Linked DNA regions of Sus scrofa: region 2 is linked to region 1. A link is a contact called in public Hi-C data. All regions are on one chromosome and are shown on one strand. The core of a region is the stretch at or near the end of the contact, and the rest is flanking DNA. Distances in the headings are between cores, read along the strand shown.

Region 1 (4,797 bases), core at 861-3,360:
GCAGAGCAGCTACTTAGTTTTACCAGCAATAACAAAATACTAAAATCCATGAAACAAAACTTCTCAAGAGAAAGAGTTAATATCACATTTAAACACTCGGGAAAGTTTTCGCAAAGTCAAAAAGCCTATAGCCAATTTCGCTTATTCTAAGAACCAGATACCTGAAAAAAACCCTTACGGTTTGACATTAATTTATCAATTCATCATTACTCCTAGTGCAGGAAGGTGTGAGAAAGGTTCAGAAAGACCATAAACTACTTTTCAGAAAGAACTAAAGCCACCTAAAATTTCTTTCAGTTGACATGCTGGAAAAAAATTATTAGGACCTGTTTTCTTCTGCCTTATTTCAAGATGTAATTGGTGTTATAGTCACAGGCTGAAGGCATTATGTGTATTCTAAAACAAACTTAAACTCATGTTTCCATTTTGAAGTTTTCACGAAATCAAAAGCCAATTTTTCTAAAACCCAGCAATCTGTGAGGGTTTTAAGCCCTTCCTGAGACAAAAGGAACCACTGCCTCGAAATTTACTAGAGTTTAAAATGAGGATGCCGCCCCCTGTGACACATTTTTAATGAGAAAGGACTTTCAATACACCTTTACATGTATATTCAATAAGCTCCATCTCTTACCCTATTGTTGGGTTGATGTTGGGATCAAAGCTGTCTTCCACAAACCGCCACACAATGCTGGATTTACCCACACCTGTATCCTGAAAGAGAATGAGACAGGTGAATCAGAAAAGGTTTACCTGCTTGAAGACACTGAAAACGATCTTGTGCCAAGAGCTGAGGACTTTAGAAAAATCATCCTGAATTTTAGAAGTTAAGGGACACCAAGGAAGTCTTTATAAACATTCAGTGGAGTACTTCGGAGATTTCAAAACGGATTGTAGGAGAGGGGTTTTGAGCTTTTAAGAGACACGAGAACCTTCTGAAAGACCCAAAGTCTCTGCTTAGTGTGAAAAGTGACAAACTCACTTGCTTTCTGACCTGTATAACTCACTCTGAACTCTTGAATTACTTCTGAGTAATCCCTGATATATCCCAGCCCCACCCAATCTGGGAAAGAGGAAAACCAATGGAAATCTTTATCAGTCTTTCAAGCAGCAACTCAGGAGAGCATCAACCTCAGATATGCTCCCAAACAGCAAAGGTGCCTTGACAAGACAGGAAACTTAAGCTGCAAACTAATTTTGGGGCCTCCTGATTTGAATGTCTCCCCCCGCTCCACGAAAAGTAACTCTTCCTGAAGTGTCAGGGGTATCCCACAAGTTCAAAAGACCAAGCTTTGTAAAACCTAAAGGCCTGTTATGGGTTTTACTTTGCAAGACTGGGCCAACTCCTAACTAGTACATGGGTAGGAAACTATTCAAGAGCTGCTCTTAACCTAGATGCAAGGGGAGGCAGGGAGGGCTCTTCATCCTCTGGGGGGCAGGACGACTCCTAGGGCTCCAGACAAGGCGGAAGGTCCCCCGGCCCAGCAAAACCTTCAGGAGGGAGCGGCCCGGTGGGCTGGACGGCCCGGGGGCTGGAGGGTGGGTCCCGGGGCAGGTAGGCGGCGTCCGGCGCGGAGGTTGGGGGAAGGGGCGGGGGGATGTGGGCACGCCCGGGTCCCCGGCCCGCCCGGCCTCCCGCGGCCCTCCTGGCCAGCCGGTCACCACTCACCCCCAGCAGACACACTTTGAGCTCCCTCAGCGCCATGGCCCGGGAGCAAGGGGCGCGGGCCCGCCGCCGCCCTAAGTTGAGGAGGGAGAGGCCCGGCCCAGCACGAGCATCCCCCGGCGCCGCCGCCGCACGGCCTAGCCCCGGCTGCGGGGCGCGTCTAGGCGGCGGCCGCCCGTTCGCCGGCCCTCGGCCCGGCCCGTCCGTCGCCAGCCGCGCGGGGCCCTCCTCAGCAGCCGGGACGGTGCGGCGGGCTCCCGGGCGCCTCCGCTGCCGCCATCTTGGGACGCCAGCCGGGTCACCTGACCTCCCCGCCCACCTCGGCAGCCACCTTCGCCGAGAGGGCGGGGCCGGCCGGCGCCGCGAGGCTGGCGGGGAGGCCCGGGCCCGGGGGCGGGGCCCGAGGCCAGATTCCCCGCCCCTCTCCCGCCGGCCCCGCCCCCTCCCGCCGGCCCCGCCCCCGGGCCCATCCCAAGATGGCGGGTGAGTGGGGCCGGGCTCTTGGGGCGCCCCCTCCCCTCTAGCCGTGATCGCCCCGCGAGGCCGGGGGAGCCCTATCCCGGCCCCGAGCCTGCCTGCCGCAGCCCCCTCGTAACTTCTTGTGTGTCTCTTGGTTTTCAGAAATTCCCCCGGTACTTTGTGGACTTGCCGGATGACTTAGACGATTGTAAGTAACAGTTGGGGCGTCCCCGCCCCTGCCCGGGAACCTCTCACAGAATTCGGGGTGCACTGAACTTGGGGGTGGGACCTACAAACTAGGCTCGGCGCGTTGGGAGCAGAAGAGCGGGACCCCAACTGTCTAGACCACTTGTGGCGGTCCCTCCTCTCTGCGCGGGGCGGCCGAAGATGCGGAGCCCCCTCCCCGCCACCGGGAGGATTTTTGTTGTTGGGACACTTCTGACTTCCTGTCACTTTCTTCCTCCTCCTCCTCCTCGTGCCCCTGCGGCGGCCCTGCGGGGACCGGCGTCCAGAGTCCCGGAGGTGCTGGGCGGGAGGAGGCGTGGCCGCCGTGGGCGTGGGGGAGCGACCCCCCGGGTCTCCGCTTTGCCCTCCCTGGGCACTTCCCCGAGGGCGGGCAGTTGGGAGGCCCGGCTCTCCGGTGGCCGCCGCGGAGTTCTCACGCGTCCTGGCCGCAAGCTCACCTCCGCCTCGTCCAGGGAGCCCCTTGTCGCCCGCCTTTCTCCAGGGGTCTCCTTCTCCTGTCACGTCGTACCCTGTCCTTTAACATCGCTTTAAGGGCAGATGGCTGGGGAAGGTTTTCCTGGACTTGCAAGTTCCTAATTGTGGTGAATGAAGCTTTGCTTTTCCATTCAACAAACATTTCTTGAGCACCTGCTGGTTCTGGGCTGGGCCAGCCCGGCACCCACAAAGATGAACCATTCACCAGGCTGACTCTCAGGGACTCAGGGTCCGGGGAGAGACTTGTAAACAGATAATTACCACGTGGGGGATGCCTGCTGGTGAAGGAGGTCGTACATCATCACGGTGGTCAATATTAATGGGGGGGGGGGCTACTGGGCTCTTCCTTTCCCCACCTGCACGTTTCAGAATAGTAAGAACTGGTGTTTACTGAAAACACCATAGGTCAGGCACAGTTTAAACCCTTTACACACATTGTCTCTCTTATTTTTATTTTATTTTACTTTATTTATCTTTTTGGTCTTTGTCTTTTTAGGGCTGCACCTGCAGCATATGGAGGTTCCCAGGCTAGCCCACAGGAACTCGGGGTCCGAGCTGCATCTGTGACCTACACCACAGCTCATGGCAACACCAGATCCTTAACCCACTGAGTGAGGCCAGGGATTGAACCCGTGTCCTCATGGATGCGAGTCGGGTTCTCTGACCGCTGAGCCACGAAGGAGACTCCACACATTGTCTTTTTTAGAAGGAGGCAATTTTATTGAAGCAGAATGACACTTGAAGGGGCCAGCAATTAGGAGTGTGGGTTCTGGAATCAGCTGGCCAGTCTTTACTGGCTGTGTGATCCTGGCCAAGTCACTGTACCACTCTGAGCCTGACTGGCCTCATCTGCAAAATGGGCATCTCAGAAGGCTTTCATGAAGATTAAGTAATAAAAGCTTGAGCATGAAGCCTTGTGCGTAAGAAACACTAGTAAGCAGTAGCTTCCGTTATTGTTATTTCTGTCATCGTTATTCATGATTATTTAACACAGTTGAGCGCAGTACAGTGTAGGCCCTGAGTTTGCAGAGCTGAATGTTTCAGCCAGTGGGTGGGAATGCAGCATTTCTCTTGATAGACAGCAGTAAGCTGCTGTCAGGGTATCTCTCATTCATGGATTTGTTATTTGGCCTGCCTGGAAAAGCTGATTTCTGGCTATTTCAGTTATTTAATAAACCACCCTGGAACTTGGCAGCTGAAGTCAGCGTTTTGCTATTTCTGACAATTCTGTGCATTGCTGGGAGATACGGAAGCTTCATGGGTTCTCACTGAACTTTGGGCCGATGACAAGGTCCCGAATGGCTTTTCTCGCATGGCTGTTGGCCAGGAAATGTGCTGGGACCGTGCAGGTCAGGGCCTCAGTTCTTCTCCAGGTGCTTCTTCCACTTGACTATAGCGTGGGCTCCCACAGTGTGGGGGCTGCGGGCATGAGGCCTCTTTCCTGGTAGCTAGCTTCCTTTCATCTTTTTTGTATATGTGCACAGAAACGAAGTAAGGCATTATATAGGAAAAAGTAATTCTGATTTTACTTTGGCCTTTTTTGTACAAATATTGGGTGTTGGTAATGAAAAGTGCCGTAAATAGTGTTTAGCAGACAGCTGAAGACTTGTCCTGACAAGGACACCAACGTTATGTCTCTGAACATATCCACGCCACGGGCAAGGCAGCTCTGGGAGCCTCCTGGGGCAGCTCTGGGAGCCTTTGTGAGCAGGGGTGTGGGCCTTAGGGTGCCGTACCTCTGACTTTACAATATAAATGATTTAATTGATAGCCATGATAGGACTCCCCCACCCCTCAACAATTTACGATGCCCTGGGTCCCACCTTTACGCTTCACAGTGGTGGTGTCTGGGAGGCCTTATCATACCGTGATTGACAGCAAGAACCCTGAGATCCTGTGACCCACCTCCTGCCTTTAGCTGCGTCAGCCCGAGCAGATCACTCACTCTGCTCACT
Region 2 (4,797 bases), core at 1,626-4,125, 80 kb before region 1:
GTGGCTCAGATTTGATCCCTGGTCAGAGAACTTCCATAGGCCACAGGCATGGCCAATAAAGGGAAAAGAGAAAAAGAAATAAACCCACAAAAAAATCGCATAAACTGGTTTATACATGCCTCCAGGTGCCTTTTCTGAAGCCACAAGCCAACAGCCTTCAACAATCTGACACTGCAACTTTCCTGGACCACCTCCCTAGCAAAAATATCCAGGGGCTTTGGCCAGCCCTGGGCCAGAGAGATCACTCTTCTCCACCACACTGTTCATGTAAAGAAGCTGAAAGGATGACACCAGCTGACCAAATACTCCTCTGGAGAGTGAAGCGGCCAGCCCAAGGTCAAACATCTTCAAGTGAAAGAACTGGGACAAAACCTTTAATAGTCCCCAATTAGTGCCTCTTTCTATACATCACTGTAGGAAGTCTACATGCTGGGGGTGGGATTAAGGTTACCCGGGATCAAAAAACTGGCTGAGAAGACAACATAATTTGAACGTGGACACTGGCTGCCTCTGGCAGAGGCCACAGAAGACCTGACTCCTGTCCACAAGCCAGCCTGGTCTCCTACTTGGCCTCGTGACCTCCAGCAAGTGCTCATTGCTGCTGTCATTCAGAACTACCATCCCAAAGGAGCCCCATTACTCAGCCTCTGTGCCACTGTACATGCAGTTCCCTCTGCTGCCACGCTCCCTGCCCATGGCCTGCTTCCCTTCCACCTTCACACACAGCTCGAATGACACATCTTTCTGGAGCTGACTCCTCCCGGCTCCCGGAGCACTCTGAATTCCCTCAGACCCTCGCCCGTCCTGGCTGATTCTGCAGGACCTAAGGGGGCGTGGAGAGGCACACCTGTGATGTGACTCGCCTCCTCGTACCTGACACCTGGAGCAGCACACGTCTACGGACTAAATGAAGGAATGTGCTGCTGCCCAGGAGCGGCGAAGCCAGGCTTGCGGGGTAGAGAACGTCGGACACCTCACGTGCAAACCATCCCCTTCATGGTCAGCACCATCCGGGGATTCCACTCCCAGCCCGGACCCTGGAGGAGCAGGCCAGCGGGACAGCACGCAAACTCCAGTTCTCTCGCGGAATTATAATCCATCCACCTTAGGTCTTTGAGGGGGTCTGTTTTGGTTTTAACTGGACACCCTTCAGCTGTTTATACATTTAGGGTCACTTCAGACTGTTAACCTGGGAGGCAATGTAAAGCCACAGGACTGGAACAGCTCCCAGAGGTGGGACAGCAGAACTGCTAAGGAGGGTGAGCTCTGAAGTCTGAGCTCAAATGTGTGCTAACTGGGTTAAGTTTGGGTAAGTTACCCTAGGCTACTTCCTGCCAGTATAATTTAAAGTGGGGTGCATGTGGCCAGAATGCAGTGCGACTCCACAAACATCTACTGAGCGCCTACAGTAAGCCAAGTGCTGGCAATACAGCAGGGCCCTGGGCGTCCAGTCTAAGCAGATGCTCGTCAGGGCCGGCTGGTTTCAGGTCCTTCGCGGCACGTGCCACTCCCTGAACCAGGCTTGCGCGCTCGTGTGTCCCCCTCACTAGAAGGTACGCAGCATGAGATCGGGGAACTTGTCCCTCTGGCTCATTCCTCCCCCTCCAGTGCCAAGCTTACGTTACTCAAGGCACTTGAAAAGATGGCACTGGGTAAGTCAGATGAGGTCCCAGACAAGAGACTCCTGGCACTTTCATTTTGGTGGAGAAGACGGGGCGGTAAGACGGAAAATAAAGACAGACGTTACAAGGGGCTCTGGCTTGCCACAAACACGCGTGGCCCCCTGGGCTTCCTCTGGGAAGATAAAAGATCTCGCCGCCCTGCGAGGCCCCCCTCGCTGCACAGACGTGAGCCGCGGGCATGAGGACGGCAGGGCAAGGAAGGCTGGGCCACGTCCCGCCAGAACGTGTGCGGAGGCTCCTGCCACTCTTTTGTTCAACGGGTATTTATTAGGCCCCTAGGACGTGCGGGGCAGGAAGCGGAGACGTGACACGGTCCTGTCCTCATGGAGTTTCCCTTCTAGTGTACCAGCAGGGTAAACAAGCGCGGAAACGGTCCTTCCAGGTCGTGGCAAGAGCCGACCTGCCCACGAACACATGCGACGGGGACCGGCTGCAGGCGTCCTCCCTGGGCAGGTGACAGCTGACCTATGCCCCGAGCAGGCGAAAAACCTTCTCGGCGAAGGCGCCCACACCAGGGCGGAGGCCGCACACTGGACAGGAACAGTTACACTGGCAACTGTGCGAGTGTCTCGAGGGCGAGGCGCAGGGAGGCTGTGGAGGAGCAGGCCCTGGACTCCCGCGCACGGACGCCTGGCGGCCCGGGGGCGCGGGGCGGGCGCGCCGTCGGGGGGGAGCGGGCGGGGGCCGCGGGCCGGGGGCCGACGTCACGGCCGCGCCGCCAGGCCCTCCGGAGCGCGGGAGGGGGTGCGGGGCGGCGGGCCCGGCCCGCGGCCGAAGATGGCGGGCCTCCGGGCTTACCTCGGAATTTGAGCTCGTGCTGCGGCTCGAGGCTCAGGACCTGCTCCACCTTCGCCATGTTCCTCGGCAGCGGGGCACCTCAGGCGGGGAGACCCCTGAGAGGTCACCTGGGGCGAGAAGCGTTAAGGCTGCGCCCCCTTTAAATTTGGAAAAGGGGGGGCCGGCCGGGGCGCGGGCGGGGGTCGCCGACGGGGTGCGCGCGGGGGGCGGCCTACGCGGTGCAGGCGCAGGGGCGGAGGGCGAGGGCGAGGCCGCGGTGCCCGGCGAGCGCACGGCACGCACGCACGCAGCGACGCACGCAGCGACGCACGCACGCACGCACGCACGCACGCAGCAGGCTGGCCTGCTCGGCCCGGGCGCGCGCTCGGGCTGTGGGGAGCTGAGCGCGCGCGGAGCCCCTGCCGGGCAGTGCGCAAGCGCAGCGCTGGCCGTGGGGGCGGGGCTGCCGGGCGGCAGGGGGCGGGGCGCCGCGCAGTCCCGGGGAGGGGCGGGTCCGGGACGCCGGGAGTCTTGGGCCGTCGCGGGGGAGACTATTTACTGAACGTCCTTGGGGGCCTGGCTTTGTGTTAAGTGCTTTACTCAATAATAATAATTAATAAGAATGAACTTCCACTTTCCCTTGTTTGTGCGGTGCCAGGCACTTAGAGACTGAATAATGATGAAAACACTATTTATTCTTATTATAAACATAATGTTTATTGGTGAATGATGTGTGCTAGGCACTGTGACGTATGGTAAACAATAAATATAAATTTAGTAAGGTACCAATTACTGCTTGCTTATTTTGTGCCACTCTGCTGAGCGCTTTGGATAACAGCAGCATCAATTGTATTAAATAAAATCTACTCTACGTGAAATGTTTACTAACAAATACGGTGCTGAATCCTGTGCTACTAAATGCAACAAATATTTAGAAACACCAGAAGCAGAAATGTTGACCTGGTTTCTACCCTCTCCCTAGAGCCGGTAGGAGGGACAACCTGTGAATAAATAACCGCACAAAAAAGTTCATTAAAAATTACTGAGAACCCAGATCTTCTTGGCCTCAAATGTGAACACTCTGCTTCACTATTGACATTTAAATTTTATTCCATTTATAATGTTCACGACATGAAATATGTTATTAATAGTCCCCTTTAATATATATGTATAGACGAAACACAGCAAAGAGCTAATACTGACTCTACATAGCAGGCATATGTGGTTTCTTTGCACTATTCTTCCCATTTTTCAGTACGCTTGGAATTCTTCATAATAAAAGGTTTTTTTAAAGATAATCTTTGTCTTTTAACTAGAGCATTTGGTGCATTTATACTTATTATATTTACGATCTATCTGGATTTATTTCTACCATCTTATTTGCCCCTTCTATTTGCCATGCCTGCTTTTTTTTTTTTTTTTTTCCTCTCCTTTCATGCTCCTTGGGTGCTGATGTTTTTTCTCATTCCGCTTTTCTTCCTCTTTCATACTCTGTTTCTGTTGTTTTAGTGATTACTCTTCACCTTACTACCTGAAAATAAAAGCACTTAGGGGTACTATAATGACCCATATACTAAATAATATGCCTTAATTGTAGTATATTTTCAGTTTAATCTTTTCCTTTTTCACCTCAGTGAGTCATTACTAAATTGCTGTATACAGTCAGTGTTAATTTAGACTCAATCACACTGTTACCAATTTCTTTGCTCATCTTCTTGCTTCTCAGAACTTAAAACTAGGATCACTTTCCTTGTCCCTTAAGTACAACCTTTAAATTCTATTTCAGTGAGGGTTTGTTGGAGCAAATGCCCTTGGTTTTTGTTCACCTGAAAATGACTTTAGGAGTTCCTGTCGTGGTTCAGTGGTTAAGGAATCCGACTAAGAACCATGAGGTTACAGGTTCGATCCCTGGCCTCGCTCAGTGGGTTAAGGATCCCGCATTGCCGTGAGCTGTGGTGTAGGTCAGCAGCTACAGCTCTGATTGGACCCCTAGCCTGGGAACCTCCATCTGCCGTGGGTGAGGCCCTAGAAAAGACAAAAACCAAAAAACAAACTTTATATTTCCCTTGTTTTGAGAGGTATTTTGCCTGGTTTCCTAGAGGGACAATCATTTACTCTCAGCACTGAGAAGATGCCACCACTGATTTCCAGCTCCCACTGTTACTGGCTGAGCTTTCAGATGACAATCTCCTCGTTATTCCTGCAAAAATAATCTGTTTTTTTCCTGTCCTGGGGTTCTACAGTCTTATCACAATATACCTTTTAATTTATTGTCTTAGCCCATTCAGACTGCTCTAACAAAATACCTTATAAAGGGAGTTCCCGTTGTCGTGACTCA

The links. Hi-C and Micro-C count contacts between places; a contact is called where the count stands out from the background.
Region 2: a contact with region 1 is called in a Hi-C map of alveolar macrophages, with 2.2 times the contacts expected there. The contact joins the promoter of VAPB here to the promoter of PPP4R1L in region 1. A contact is called at or near these places in 1 of 5 promoter capture datasets (liver), 4 of 47 Hi-C or Micro-C datasets (alveolar macrophages, heart right ventricle and liver) and 2 of 2 datasets of contacts at active chromatin or transcription factors (alveolar macrophages and skeletal muscle).

What each region holds. Positions count from the first base shown.
Region 1 is chr17:58,512,135-58,516,931 of Sscrofa11.1, reverse strand. It overlaps PPP4R1L, which reads left to right and starts at 2,110. Exons shown (of 13, transcript XR_002340199.1): 1 at 2,110-2,146; 2 at 2,285-2,330. RAB22A (RAB22A, member RAS oncogene family) reads right to left here and starts at 1,947. Exons shown (of 7, transcript NM_001123174.1): 1 at 1,667-1,947; 2 at 632-711. The coding sequence starts at 1,702.
Region 2 is chr17:58,592,827-58,597,623 of Sscrofa11.1, reverse strand. VAPB (VAMP associated protein B and C) reads right to left here and starts at 2,875. Exons shown (of 6, transcript NM_001123213.1): 1 at 2,481-2,875. The coding sequence starts at 2,538.